3 separate regions of the Mus musculus genome follow, and all the other regions are linked to region 3. The links are chromatin contacts, called in public promoter capture Hi-C maps. All regions are on one chromosome and are shown on one strand. Each heading gives the region's core, a stretch centred on a gene start, on an enhancer-like site or on the middle of the called end of the contact. The rest is flanking DNA. Distances are from core to core; before and after follow the strand shown. Region 1 holds the start of Cfap69 (cilia and flagella associated protein 69). Region 2 overlaps Cdk14 (cyclin-dependent kinase 14). Region 3 holds the start of Cdk14 (cyclin-dependent kinase 14).

Evidence for each region. Promoter capture Hi-C pulls out the DNA fragments that hold promoters and counts their contacts.
Region 1: a contact with region 3 is called in a promoter capture Hi-C map of hippocampal neurons, with 2.2 times the contacts expected there. The contact joins the promoter of Cfap69 here to the promoter of Cdk14 in region 3. A contact is called at or near these places in 4 of 39 promoter capture datasets (the 3T3-L1 cell line, hippocampal neurons, pre-B cells and 1 more) and 1 of 115 datasets of contacts at active chromatin or transcription factors (pancreatic cancer cells).
Region 2: a contact with region 3 is called in a promoter capture Hi-C map of hippocampal neurons, with 4 times the contacts expected there. The contact joins the enhancer-like site here to the promoter of Cdk14 in region 3. A contact is called at or near these places in 11 of 39 promoter capture datasets (the 3T3-L1 cell line, 3T3-L1-derived adipocytes, cranial neural crest and 6 more), 8 of 484 Hi-C or Micro-C datasets (the 3T3-L1 cell line, centroblasts, embryonic fibroblasts and 4 more), 13 of 115 datasets of contacts at active chromatin or transcription factors (the NIH/3T3 cell line, a beta-TC-6 cell line, bone marrow-derived macrophages and 9 more) and 4 of 9 other capture datasets (adipose tissue, embryonic stem cells, liver and 1 more).

Annotation. Positions count from the first base shown.
Region 1 is chr5:5,662,708-5,666,615 of GRCm38.p6, forward strand. It overlaps Cfap69 (cilia and flagella associated protein 69), which reads right to left and starts at 1,525. Exons shown (of 23, transcript NM_172447.2): 1 at 1,201-1,525. The coding sequence starts at 1,323. Steap2 (six transmembrane epithelial antigen of prostate 2) reads right to left here. Exons shown (of 6, transcript NM_001103156.2): 6 at 2,122-3,908. It overlaps Gm40262 (a long non-coding RNA gene), which reads left to right and starts at 1,670. Exons shown (of 3, transcript XR_868231.3): 1 at 1,670-1,726.
Region 2 is chr5:4,988,522-4,992,334 of GRCm38.p6, forward strand. The region is part of intron 10 of Cdk14 (cyclin-dependent kinase 14); the gene reads right to left. Among named protein-coding and RNA genes, the nearest start is that of Fzd1, 230 kb to the left of the region's middle. Within about 2 kb of position 1,945, at least 18 of the 459 cell types and tissues checked have an H3K27ac peak or open chromatin away from gene starts, as enhancers often do. A contact at or near this core is called in forebrain and hippocampal neurons, where this site is marked.
Region 3 is chr5:5,377,768-5,381,801 of GRCm38.p6, forward strand. Cdk14 (cyclin-dependent kinase 14) reads right to left here and starts at 2,484. Exons shown (of 15, transcript NM_011074.3): 1 at 2,268-2,484. The coding sequence starts at 2,358.

The DNA of each region.
Region 1 (3,908 bases), core at 275-2,774, 280 kb after region 3:
TTAGTTCCTGGTGGACTTAAAGACACTTTATTTGTAAAGGCAACTGCAAGCAATACACCCAAGAGGAATGAGAGAGCACCAAGATTTCTCCTAATTCTGAATTGTTTTCTATTCCATTTCTTTAGGAAGAAATTGCCTTTTGATTCTCTCAGTACTTTCTAACAATATGAATACTCATAGAAGGAGAGGCAGGAATGAACACAAGACACTTCTAGCTATGTTACTTCCTATGTCACGAACTTCTTTTTTCTTTTGCAATGACCCATTGAACGTCTTTAAACTCGTTTGTCTGTGTCATGTAATCTTTGCCCAAAGAAAAATGAGAGTCAAACTCACCTATATAGTGGCAATGCCTAGCTTCCTTGTAGCCCAGAGAGTGGAAAGCGGTGATCACTCACACGTCTCCGATCTTGTACAGGAATACCTCCACAAAACTGATTAGGGAAATTCCCCTGGCATCCCCTCTTTATGTAAAAGTAGTTACTCTGAGGGCTGTTGGCGTACATGTGTGAGAGCCCTCAGAGAGCTCCACCCAGTTCCCACAGAAGTAGTCCCAGCCAACTGACTGCTCCCAAGTAACTCTCCAAGGCTCCAGGATGTGGCCACAGGAGACAGAGTTCCTGACGCAGTCTGGGAGTTGTGACGTCTCAACAGGAATTCCCATAGTGGCCCCCCACACCATTAGTGTGGGGGCAATGCAGAGAGGTTCCTCAACCCAATTTTAATAATCTTTACATTTATAACAATAGCAAACCCGAAAACAAGTATAAACACAACAAAGAAAATTGTGCCCAGCTCTCCAAACAGCATCTGCCCTACCTGTGAGTGCAAGCTTCAGAAGCAGGCAATTTAGCAGGAAAGAAACCCAGGGAACGCCACTTTATAACGGATCAATAGACCAAAAACCCACCACAGTGATCTAGTTATCAAATCAATGTCAGTTCCTGTCGTGGCCACACTTGAAAGAGCGCTCCCCCCCTCGCCCCCCCCCCCCGCGCCCTTTATGAGAACCACGCAGCTAGAGTCCCCAGACAGATTGGTTGACGACATCCAGTCCCCTCTTCACTAGCCTCCAGGGATCAGCTGGGCTATCATTATCTCCATCCCACAGGTTCCCAAATCTCATTCTGGTCTTCATTCCACTGGGTTGCCCTGGAGCCTTATGCCCTTCTCCGCTCCTGCTGCACAGCCCGGCCGTACCTGCATCTCCCCATCCGGGATCGCCACCCCAAACACCGGGATTGTGCGGGGACTGCCGGTCTTCGTCCTGCCGCCCGCCTCGGCGGCGTCGGCCGTGGTGGCCGAGGCCTCCGCGGTGGACATGGTTCGGGGTGGGAGCCTGAGGTCTTAGGTGCGTCCGCAGCCACGGACCCACGAGCCCTGGCAGAAAACACGCTGCTGAGCTAGGGAGGAGAAAGACCCCGAAAGTTCTGTCGTAACCCCCGCCGCAGCAACATAGCGGACATCCAACTGCTGTTAGTGCCCACAGGAGGACCAAGGCACCCAGCGCGCTCCAGTTGCTAACACAAGCCCGGGCGTTGCTAGGGGCGGGGCTTACGGAAGCTGGGAGAGCCAAACTTCACCAAAAGAGGGTCTGCTGGTGTGCGGCGCGGGAGACAAAGGAGACCAGTGACTGAGATCGCGGTATGCACTTAGTGTTTCAGTCTTGTAGCAATGGCCCTTGCTTAATAAGTGCCTGTGTGGGGCGGAGGAGTATGAGCTGGAGGTAAGATGCATTCTGAGGGATGTGATTGGCATAATCTTGAAATCTGAGCACTTTACCCTTTCTGCAGAGATAGGACCAGTCAGTGTAGCTTAATTTCCCAGGTGTGTGTGTGTATATATACATATATATATATATATATATATATATGTATATATACACACACACAAATATATATATATGTTGTACTTTTGTACTGGCCTAATTGAACAGTTAGACAAACAAATAAGGCATAGTACAGACTTTTGAAAATCTTTCGAGCAGTAGAGTGGTTGGGTGTCTAGTATGGCCTGGGATGGAAAGTTCTCGTTTTTGCAACCAGAGAAAGACACTGACATTCTTCACAGGATGTGTTCTCCAACCTGGCAAATCAACAGTCCAGTTTTGTAATTGTTTTTCTACGATAGCATTTATTTTATTCATTAGTAGGTTGAGAAGCAAGAGGGACAGAAGTCTCACGCACTTCATACTCAGTCGCCTTGTGATCTCTTCATAGAGTACAAACTTCATGCTACCATCTTCAGAAGGCTTACACTCTATGAAACAGTCTGGCCTGATCTTTCCCAGGAAGCCTGTATTTTTTCTGTTGTTTTAGATGTCACGCTTAGTGGCATGCTCTTTTTTTTTTGTCTTTTATTTTGTTTTGTTTTTTGGTGCTCACTGTATAGTTAGTGGAATTTATTGACGAAATAGCCCAACCATGTTATGCTACTGAGACTAAGGCAATTAAAAATTTGTACATAGCCACTAATTTGCTTACTTGCTGAGTGAAGGTGTGGCTGTGTGTCCCCAGCCTGTGACATGCTGGAGATGTAGGTAGGCATGTTTGTGAATACCTTGTCTGGTTCCAGTTTGCCTTTATAGTGAGTTCCCATGTGATGCTGATGTAGTTGGTCTGAAGGCCATACTCTTGGTCCTTCTAGTCAATATCATAGAAGGTGTTCAATAAGTGTTCATGAAAATGTCAAGGGCTAGATTTTGATTTAAGGTAAAATGAAAGAATTTTGTAAATTATCTAGATTAAGCATTTTAGATCCTTGCTACTCAAAGTGGTTTTCATGGGTTTCCTAACTGTGTGGCCATTAGGGGCTCGTCAGGAATGCAGAACTTTGCACCTCCTGGTGTGAATAATGCCCATTTTAACAAGTGTACATATAAAAACTAAGAAGCTCATGATGTGTAGTTTTTTGTTATTATTGTTTTGGAACAGTTTTACCAAAGTTAGCCATCTCAAAAGAAAAAGGAACTGGCTGGGGCTTCCTCTATTTGCAAATGGACTTGGTGACAATTATTTGTTTCACAGCATTTCTCCTTAGAAGTGCACCAAGGTTTATGTTTTCAAGAGCTTCGACTGTTTAAATGTGTGGATTTAATTTTAATTACTATTCATTGATCCCTGTTTATGATGATGCAGGTGAACATAGATGGATAAAAAGATTAATGTCTACCGAGATGTCCAATTACTTCAACAAAAGATCAATTAATAATAGAGAAACGCGAGAAATCAGGTCTACCCAGGGAATCGGAATGTTTCAGTGCGTCAATACATTGGCCGCTCGCAGAACGTAGCATCATGAAGATATGACTTAGTGCTTCTTAGAAGCACTTGTACATGTAAAACAAAGTTTTCATATATCAACCTAAATACAATTTGTACATTTAGAAGTAATGAACGAAGTTAAACATAGACTTAAACAAATTCAATACTAATATAATTCTTACCATTTTGTTTTTCACCGTGCCTCATTAGCAAGTTAGCAAAACTGCACTTATTCATTATCATGAATTACAAACATTTTGTAAGTATTTAAGTTACATGTGAATTTAATTCTCTCTAAACCAATGCTGCTTGTCCTAAATGTTCAAACAAAGATTATTACCTGCTGAGACAAAGTAGTTTGTTTAGAGAACTTTTATAGCATTATATTAAATATTATTAATATAGTGGGTTAGCTTTTGGGGAAATTTCTAGCAGAAGAGTGCTGGAATTTAATTTACTCATGCACTTTAAACAGTCTTTTTCATATTGACTTAGAGTTGCCAGCCTACAAACTAATCACCTCTGAAATTTATACATGACAAATGGAACAGAAAAGACAAGTAGAACAGCTACCCCTGAAGTCAGATACTCAAATCAAAAATGTATCCATAGTAATTCAGATTGCAGGTGAAGCCAGGGAACTGT
Region 2 (3,813 bases), core at 695-3,194, 390 kb before region 3:
TTAGAAAATGTGGCATATCCACAAAATATAAATAAATAAACAAACACTAACAAGAGTTAAAACAAAATGAATGTCAAAATAGTTAGATTCTATGAAAGAGCCAGAATCCTGAGAACATGTAGGCTATATTTCTACAAGATTTAGAATATGTAAATTTACTTCTAGTGACAACAGGTTGCCTGGAATAAGAGGGGGGCTGAGGAATGGAGTATAAACTTAAAGGATTCTGGTAAGCTTCAGGGAATCCACTAGAATCTGCCTCTCACAAGTCAAAAGGACTCAAGATAAGTGCTGTCAATGAGCAGCCAGTTTCCCTCCCCGGCTGCCCACTCCTGAGGGTGGGATTTATTCCCTTTCCCTGGTCCTGGGACCCCTCCACCCCTCCTCCAACTCCCAAGACCATGGGCCCAAGAGTTTCAAATGTACACTCAAGAAAATGCTTTTCTCCCTAAACTTTATCTTCTGCCCCTAACATCCAGGTTTTCTCTCAGAATCTCCATCTATGACAACTCCAAAACAGTTACCCACACACAGGTGCTTCAGCCCAGCCTCACAAACTGCTTCAACTGTGCCTGCAACCCTATATGGCCCCACATCCTGGACAGCAGCGAAACAACAGCTCTTCCCAGACTGGGCCGCATTCCATCCAGCTTTCTGCCCACACCCCCAAACCTGACCCGGATGCCAGGAGGACGTAGTCATGATGATTATTGAGCCCCTTACTCATTTATAAGCAACAAAAGCTTGGGAGGTTTGGTTTCAGACCCTGGGCAAGGGGCTGAAGTGCATGTTTCACACATCAAAGCAGACCTGGCCTCCAGGTTCTCCCAGCATCACCCTCAGTCCCTACATGGCCCTGCCCCTAACCCTGAACTTTGCAGCCCAGGGGCTGGGCTGCCCTTCCTTCAGAGGCTCATCCCTATTAAATCCAGATATTTTGGTTTCCTCCCTCTGTCTCTCTGTCTATTTCTGTCTTTGTCTCTGTCTCTCTGTCTCTGTCTCTCTCTTCTTTCTCTGCACTTGGGCCCTTTCTTTTCATCTCCCTCTGCCCCACCCCATGTAGACTTCCTTGCCCTCAATCCTTGGGGCCAGTGAACTTTCCCTAGAGCAGTTTCCCAATGAGCCTGCCTTTAATATAATCTACTCTGGCTTGAGGGGGCTCTTTTCAACATCAGCAGTGGAGAAATAACTTATCAAGGAAGAAAGGATATAGAATGAACACATGAAATTTCGGGAGGTTAAATATAGTCTCGAATATCAGGACGGTTTTCTGGATACACACAAACACACACACACACAATCTTGAATATCAATATATATCTCACATATATAGCCATTGAGACAGGGTAACTCTATGACAGGCTATACCATTTAGTTTACAATTGACAATTATATTTCAATAAAGCAATTAAAATTTGCAAAAAGAGGTCACAGCTCTAAAATGGAGAAAATGTTGGCATACATTAACTCTGCATGCTTGTTCAAGAAGTGTTTCGTACACTTTAGCAAACTGAATGTCCTCCCTGTTTCACCTAGAAAACATTCAAGTCCTCTGTGAAATCGGAAGGAGAAAACAAATGAAAAAATAATAACGGAAGGGGCTTTTATATCTGTAAGTCATCTCTGTTCACTATGGCAAAATCTAATACCCATAACCTTTGACTTGGGGGGGGGGTGGTGTACATTTGTCAAGTAGGCATCTCAGAGACAAAATGCGTCAGTAAAGGAAGAAAGAAGGGTGGGAGAGAGGGAGAGAATGGGGGAGGAGAGCATGCAAGATTGCTAACAAATACTTGAGAAACAAACACTAACCTCAATGCAGGCTGAATTCACGTGGCCTTTATTCCAGACTTAGCTCAAAAGCTGCCGTGAGTACACAGGGCTCTGTGTCCAAGTCCCGCACTGGCCCACGTTTTTCTCACCCTCAATTATTCTGAGGATCCCAGTCTCACAGCAGCCTCTCAGTGTCAGGCCCTTTGCTGGCTACACCTCTAGTCAACAGAGCTCTGTAAAGTGCCAGACTGCAACCTCCTGAGAAAAAGGACCACCAGTAGTGGCTAATAGTGCAAAGTTCCAGTGTTCTGGCCTTCTCCTTAGCCTTTCTCATGTTGCCAGTGCCCTGTAAGGCTATGCTGTGACTAGAATGAGTGCTCATATATATATATATCTACTGACAGTCCATCTCAAGAAGTGCAGGTCTTTTGAGGAAAAGACCCATCCATCACTCCCAGACTCACTGGCTGAAACCATTAGATGGGATGTCTAACAAAATTAAATGTTTGAAATACACAAATCAGAATGTAAAACTGTATTCATGAAAAGACATCAACCACAGATGACAGATGGCTAAAACTTAGGAAAAAAAAAACATATAAAAATGAAAATAAAGAAGTTGTCAGGAGTTTTATTTTTCTCTCTCCTGTTCTCCCAGACTATCTTTATTGGGGCTATATTGTCTTTATAGAATTTTTAAAAAGGGATTATTGACAGGTGGTAGCTTGAAGGCTTTTTCATTCTGTACAGCTGAAATGAATCTGAGGCTTCTATTCATCTGGGAGGAAAAAAGGGAAAAATAACATTTATTCTGCTCCTGTGGTGGGTGGTTGGAGCTGAGGCGGATTTGTTTGACTGCCAATTACTGGTAACAGTTATCTGGTTGTTATACATTTTATAAATGTGTCTAGCAGTGCTCTGAGTGTTTAGAAAATGCCTATCAGAACTTAGTGTTCTATGCCACAGGCTGAAGAAGACTGGCCCTGGTTAATTCAGTACGTAGCTCACATTTCACTGGAGCACAGTGTGTGAGGAAGGAAGCCCCAGGAAGGTCTGGGTTGAACACTGTTCTCCAAGGAAGCATGCTACACTGGCAAATTATCTGAGACATAAGCAGGCTTCTGCAGAAGTGGGTGCACTGCATGTTGGAAAAGAAACTGGGCTGGGTAAGAATACTGAATCACAAACCAGCAACACTAGGAAAGAGTATGCTGATGGGAAGTGCAAACCAGCCCAATGCTTTTAGAGAATTATCTGAGAAGTATGTAAATGTTGGGGATGCACCAACCAGTCCTGGACCATTTCTGCAAAGAAAATGTTAGTTTAGAAAGCTCTGGGCATGACATAAGGGCTGACCCAGTGGGCTTGTTCTTTCATGAGAGTGAGGTATTGGAGAACCTACATCTTCAGGAGTTATAGGGATACTTACTCAACCACTGTGACGGCTATTCCTGGTTGCCAACCTGACTATATCTGGAATGAAATACAATCCAGAAATGGAGGGCATACCTGTGATTCATATCTTGGGGCTGGAAAACACAGACTTTTGATGTGTATATTGAGACATAGTAGCCATGAAAACCTTGGGACCAGGAAGGGTGGTACATGCCTTTAATCCCAGAAGACAAAGGCAAGTCATCCTGAGCTCAAGGCTAGCCTGGGACAGTGCAAGTTCCAAGTCCAGGCTTGGTGACACACACCTTTCATCTGAGCCACACCTTCCGCTAGAAGGACTATGGAAGAAGGAAGGCCTCGTTCTTTTCTGCCTGCCTGCACTTACAGCACATCTTTTGGAATCTACTTGTTCAGGATTCCAGCTTATACAGAAGACCCGTTGAAACACTCTGCCTCCTAGGATTGAGCAACTACTCAATTCTTGGACTTCCCATTCACAGCTGCCCATTGTTGGGTTAGTTGGACTATAGGCTGCAAGGCATTCCAGTAATTTAATTTAATCTACAGAGACTTTCCATTAAGTTCTGTGACTCTAGAGAGCCCTGACTAATATACCCACACAAACTGGATTGACACATAGCTTCT
Region 3 (4,034 bases), core at 1,234-3,733:
GAGAGGGCCAGGCTCACAACTGTCCAACTCCAACGCTTACCATGTTTTTAGGATGTTATACTACAAATCTGTAGCCACTTCTCCTCTTCTTCCTTTCTACCTATAACACTATCATGTCAGTATGATCTGATCCCTAATAATGACAACACGTTGCAAACATTTATTGAGTCCTCATTGCATGCCACACAAGACACTGCGTCATCATTTCACCAAGTGGGGAAAAAACCCACAGACCACATCCCTTGCTTATAAACTATATGAACCCATAGAAAAATCTCATTGCATTGTCTCTCGGTCCTCAAAAACATCCTTCAGTCAGCAAACTGAGTTCACTGCCTCTGAGTGTGAGGGAAAACATAGAAGATGACTTTTTCAGTAGTGCTCTTTCTAATAAATATCCTGGGTTTGGTGCATACACAACAAAAATCACTTAAAAATGTCAATAATTTCTTTCACAATGTACCACAGTAAGATCTGCTCTTCTGAGTCCTCTTTCAATAAAGACATTATCAGCTTTCTTTACTGAGCTGTACTGTTTCCTAGAGAATGGACATAAAGGCCACATAATCATACCAGGCATTGGTGAGGAGCGTTAGACTCAGAAGGGAGCTCTCACACGACTAAAGCCGAGGAATCCAGGAAGCCCAATTAACTATAATATCTACTGCCAACACTGCAGTTAATCCAAACAGTACTGATTGGCCATCAAACCCTAAAATTATTTAAACATACAGGATTTTTATATTATTACCCTTGGTTTCTTACTGAGACTCAACTGCAATGAATTATTTAACACAAAACTGGAGGGGCTCCAACGGAATCATTAGCATTAGTAACTATCTAGCTAATGTGCTTTAGAACAGGCCCTAATGGACTCCAGAACCCGCCTGGGTGGTGTTTTGGGTCCAGCCCTGAAACATCCTTGTTAATAATGCACAGACTCCACACCTCACTCTCACACTCCTCTTGGCTTCAAACTTCACTTGAATGTAGGACTCCACACTCACAGGCCTAACTCAGAAAAATGAGTCTGTGTACATTCAACGCATGTAATAAGTAAAGGCACGACTAATATGACTTCTGCACATGATTTACAGTGTTCTCAGGAAAAGCAAAGTGTCAAACAAAATTGATAATAATAATAATAATAATAATAATAATAATAAGCTTGACTAAATATTTATCCATGTTTTCATAGTTCATTGTCCATACATGCAAACTGTCTTCAGACTGCAGACACTCACTGGCACATCAGGGCTTTAAGGAATTAGCTTATGATTAATTAATTAACTTTCACTAACATAACAGGTGAGCCAAAGGCCAGAAGGTATGCTGGGACACTCCCATGTGTTGGCTTGGGGCTTATAGGATTCCCTTGCTTTGCACAGTTACCTGTATCAAAGAAAGTTAAGGACCAAAGTTTAGGTAGCAGCTATGCCTCCAGGTTTACAGGCACTTTCTGCCACCAACACTCAAGATTCAACAAACCCATTCCACCGGACACAGCTGTCATCTTGCTGCAGCCTATAGCATGTATTCATTAAGTATCCTAAACATTCCTTGAGCGTTTTGTTTTGTTTTGTTTTGTTAATGCTGTGTGTTTATGCTCTGTTAAGTTGGTTGATTTTTTTTTTAAAGAAGACAATAGCCTCTGGACTGCACTAATGGAGCAAGTTCAGGAGACATATTCATAAATGTCTCCACAACTTCACAGCTCACCCTTCACCACAGCAGCTGGAAGGTTTCAAGACCTACAAACCGAACACCCAAACCTCCAATTATAGGACCCGGAGTACGGAACAAAAGGTCCCAAGGTATCTGTCCCACTTCCTCTAGGTTGAGTACATTAAACAACATCAGGCACATGTCAACGTTTCAACAATTCCCAAAGCTAAATTATTGGCTAAGCACTTAAAACCAACTCGCTTTAAGTAACCTAGGTGGCCACAGAAACCCGATGGCGGTGGGGACCGGGTGTTCCCTCTCCGGTTCACTGCGGGCGCCAAAGATACTATTGGCGGGGAGGAGGAACTCAAATTGGAGGCTTAAGACAGTCCACGAACGAAGCCCAGGTCCTGGGGGCAGAGGGATGGCCCTCCAGCTGGTCCCTGCCCTAGCCTGGAGTCCTCTCCTTCATCCCTGGTTCGCAGCTCACCCCGAGGTGGCAGCCGCCTGGTTGGTGCCCGGAGCACGGAGTGGGCGCGGGGACTGAGGGAGCGAGCCCCGGGATCGCCCGCAGGACACTGGGGACAGTCGACTACACTCACCGATGCGGCTGAAACTCTCGGACAAAGTTCTCCTCAACTTCTTCATCTTGCCGATCTTCTCGGCCGGCTGCGGTTCAATGAGGTCGCACATCTGGGCGGCGTAGGGCCCCGGCAACTTCGCGAAACTGGTCCAGCGCAGCGCAGCGCAGCGCAGACAACGGCGGGCGAGGGCGCGCGGCGCGGGGAAGGCGGCGCCTCGTCCTGCTCCTCCGCCTCCGCCTCCTCGCGGGCCGCGGGCGACGCGCAGCGCTCGCCAGGCTGCGGGGCTCGGGCCTGGGCCGAGGCTGGGCGCGCGGGGGCGTCTTACGTGGTGCCGGGGGCTGCCGCCATCCCCGCCGCCCGGGGGCCCCCGCGCTGCGCGGCCGCCCGCCGCATTTTCCCTCCTTTGTAAGCAAGAGCCGCGCGGCCGCGGCCGGAGATGGGGGTCCGCGGACGAGGAGGCGCAGGCGGCTGCGGACCGGGCGAGCGGGACAAGTTCCCCAGCCCGAGGGGCGGCGCTGCACGGAGACCTGCGACTGCCCTCGCCGGAGGCCTGGCGCCCGGGACCCCCGCGCGACCCCGCGCCGCGCTCCGGCTCCGAATCCGACTCCGACTCCCAGGCCTCCGCCGCCCTCCCGGACCCGCCGCGCCCGGGCGGCGCCCCCTCCCGGCCGCCCGCGCTCCGCCCGCCGCGGCCGCGCTCCTTCCGCGCGCTCCGGGACCGCAGCCCGCAGGCGGGCCAGTCCACCCGGTGCGGTCCGTGTTGGCCCACGACCCGGAAATGTTGGGGAGTGTCCGACGAGGTGCTCGAAGACCTTGGGGACGCATTCGGGTTTAGGATAGACTTTATGGCGTGGGGTGGTTGGTTTTAATTTGCAGGGAAAGTGGGTGCTCCAAAGGGCAGGAGAGGCCCCATTTTATTGGGGTACAGTGCAAAAGCTGAAAATGCTCCCCACCCCGGAACTTCTAGAAGTCAGGGCACCTGCGTTTTGCCTCAGCCCTGTCTCTGGGTGACAGGAATGTCACTGTGGGTGACTCCTCAGCAGGATACTCTGGTCATCGGTAAACTTACAACCTATTGTCACCTCCTTTCCCCACTTCAGTGAATGAACTTGAAAAGGATCTTAAGAGTGGCTTTTTTAAAAAGCCCCGGGACAAACAGTTCCGGCAGAAAACAGTCTTTTTTTTTTTCTAATAAATGAGGTGCTCCAAACGTCAGTCTCCCAGGGGAGGGTGAAGGAAGATGGGGGTTGGCCTGGTGTACTGATTATGGGCCAGCAAAGTCCTTATGAAAGAAACGTTAGTGATCTTGAGTCATCTGGCTGGGTAAGTAATAGGAGCTTTTGTGGGTGTGACAATGCTGTTTAGTTTAAAGGAAGTTTTGGGGAGTTTGTGTTTTGTCGAAAGATGTTTATCTTAAAACAAAAACTAGCCCCCTGCCTTCCTTAAATTGTGAGGTAGAACACTGATTTGTTCTGCCCTGTGCTGAGCACATTACAGGGTTTTGGTAGATTGCCACTGATAAAAAGCTGCTAGCTAGTCAAGCCAAGCCCCTAACAGGAGAGAGCCAGGAATCCATAGCAAAGTCAAGAGAGTTTAAACGCAGGGATGTTGGGTCCTGACAGCCATATCTCAGTAATTACAGAAAGCACCAACTGTGGCTTCATGCAGGAAAAAAAGTTTTATTGACATTTACCACTTGGTCAGACTAATTAGAAAATTAGCAGTTACAACTGAACTCACAGAGAGAGAAACAGAGACAGAGTGAGACACAGAGACACAGAGAGA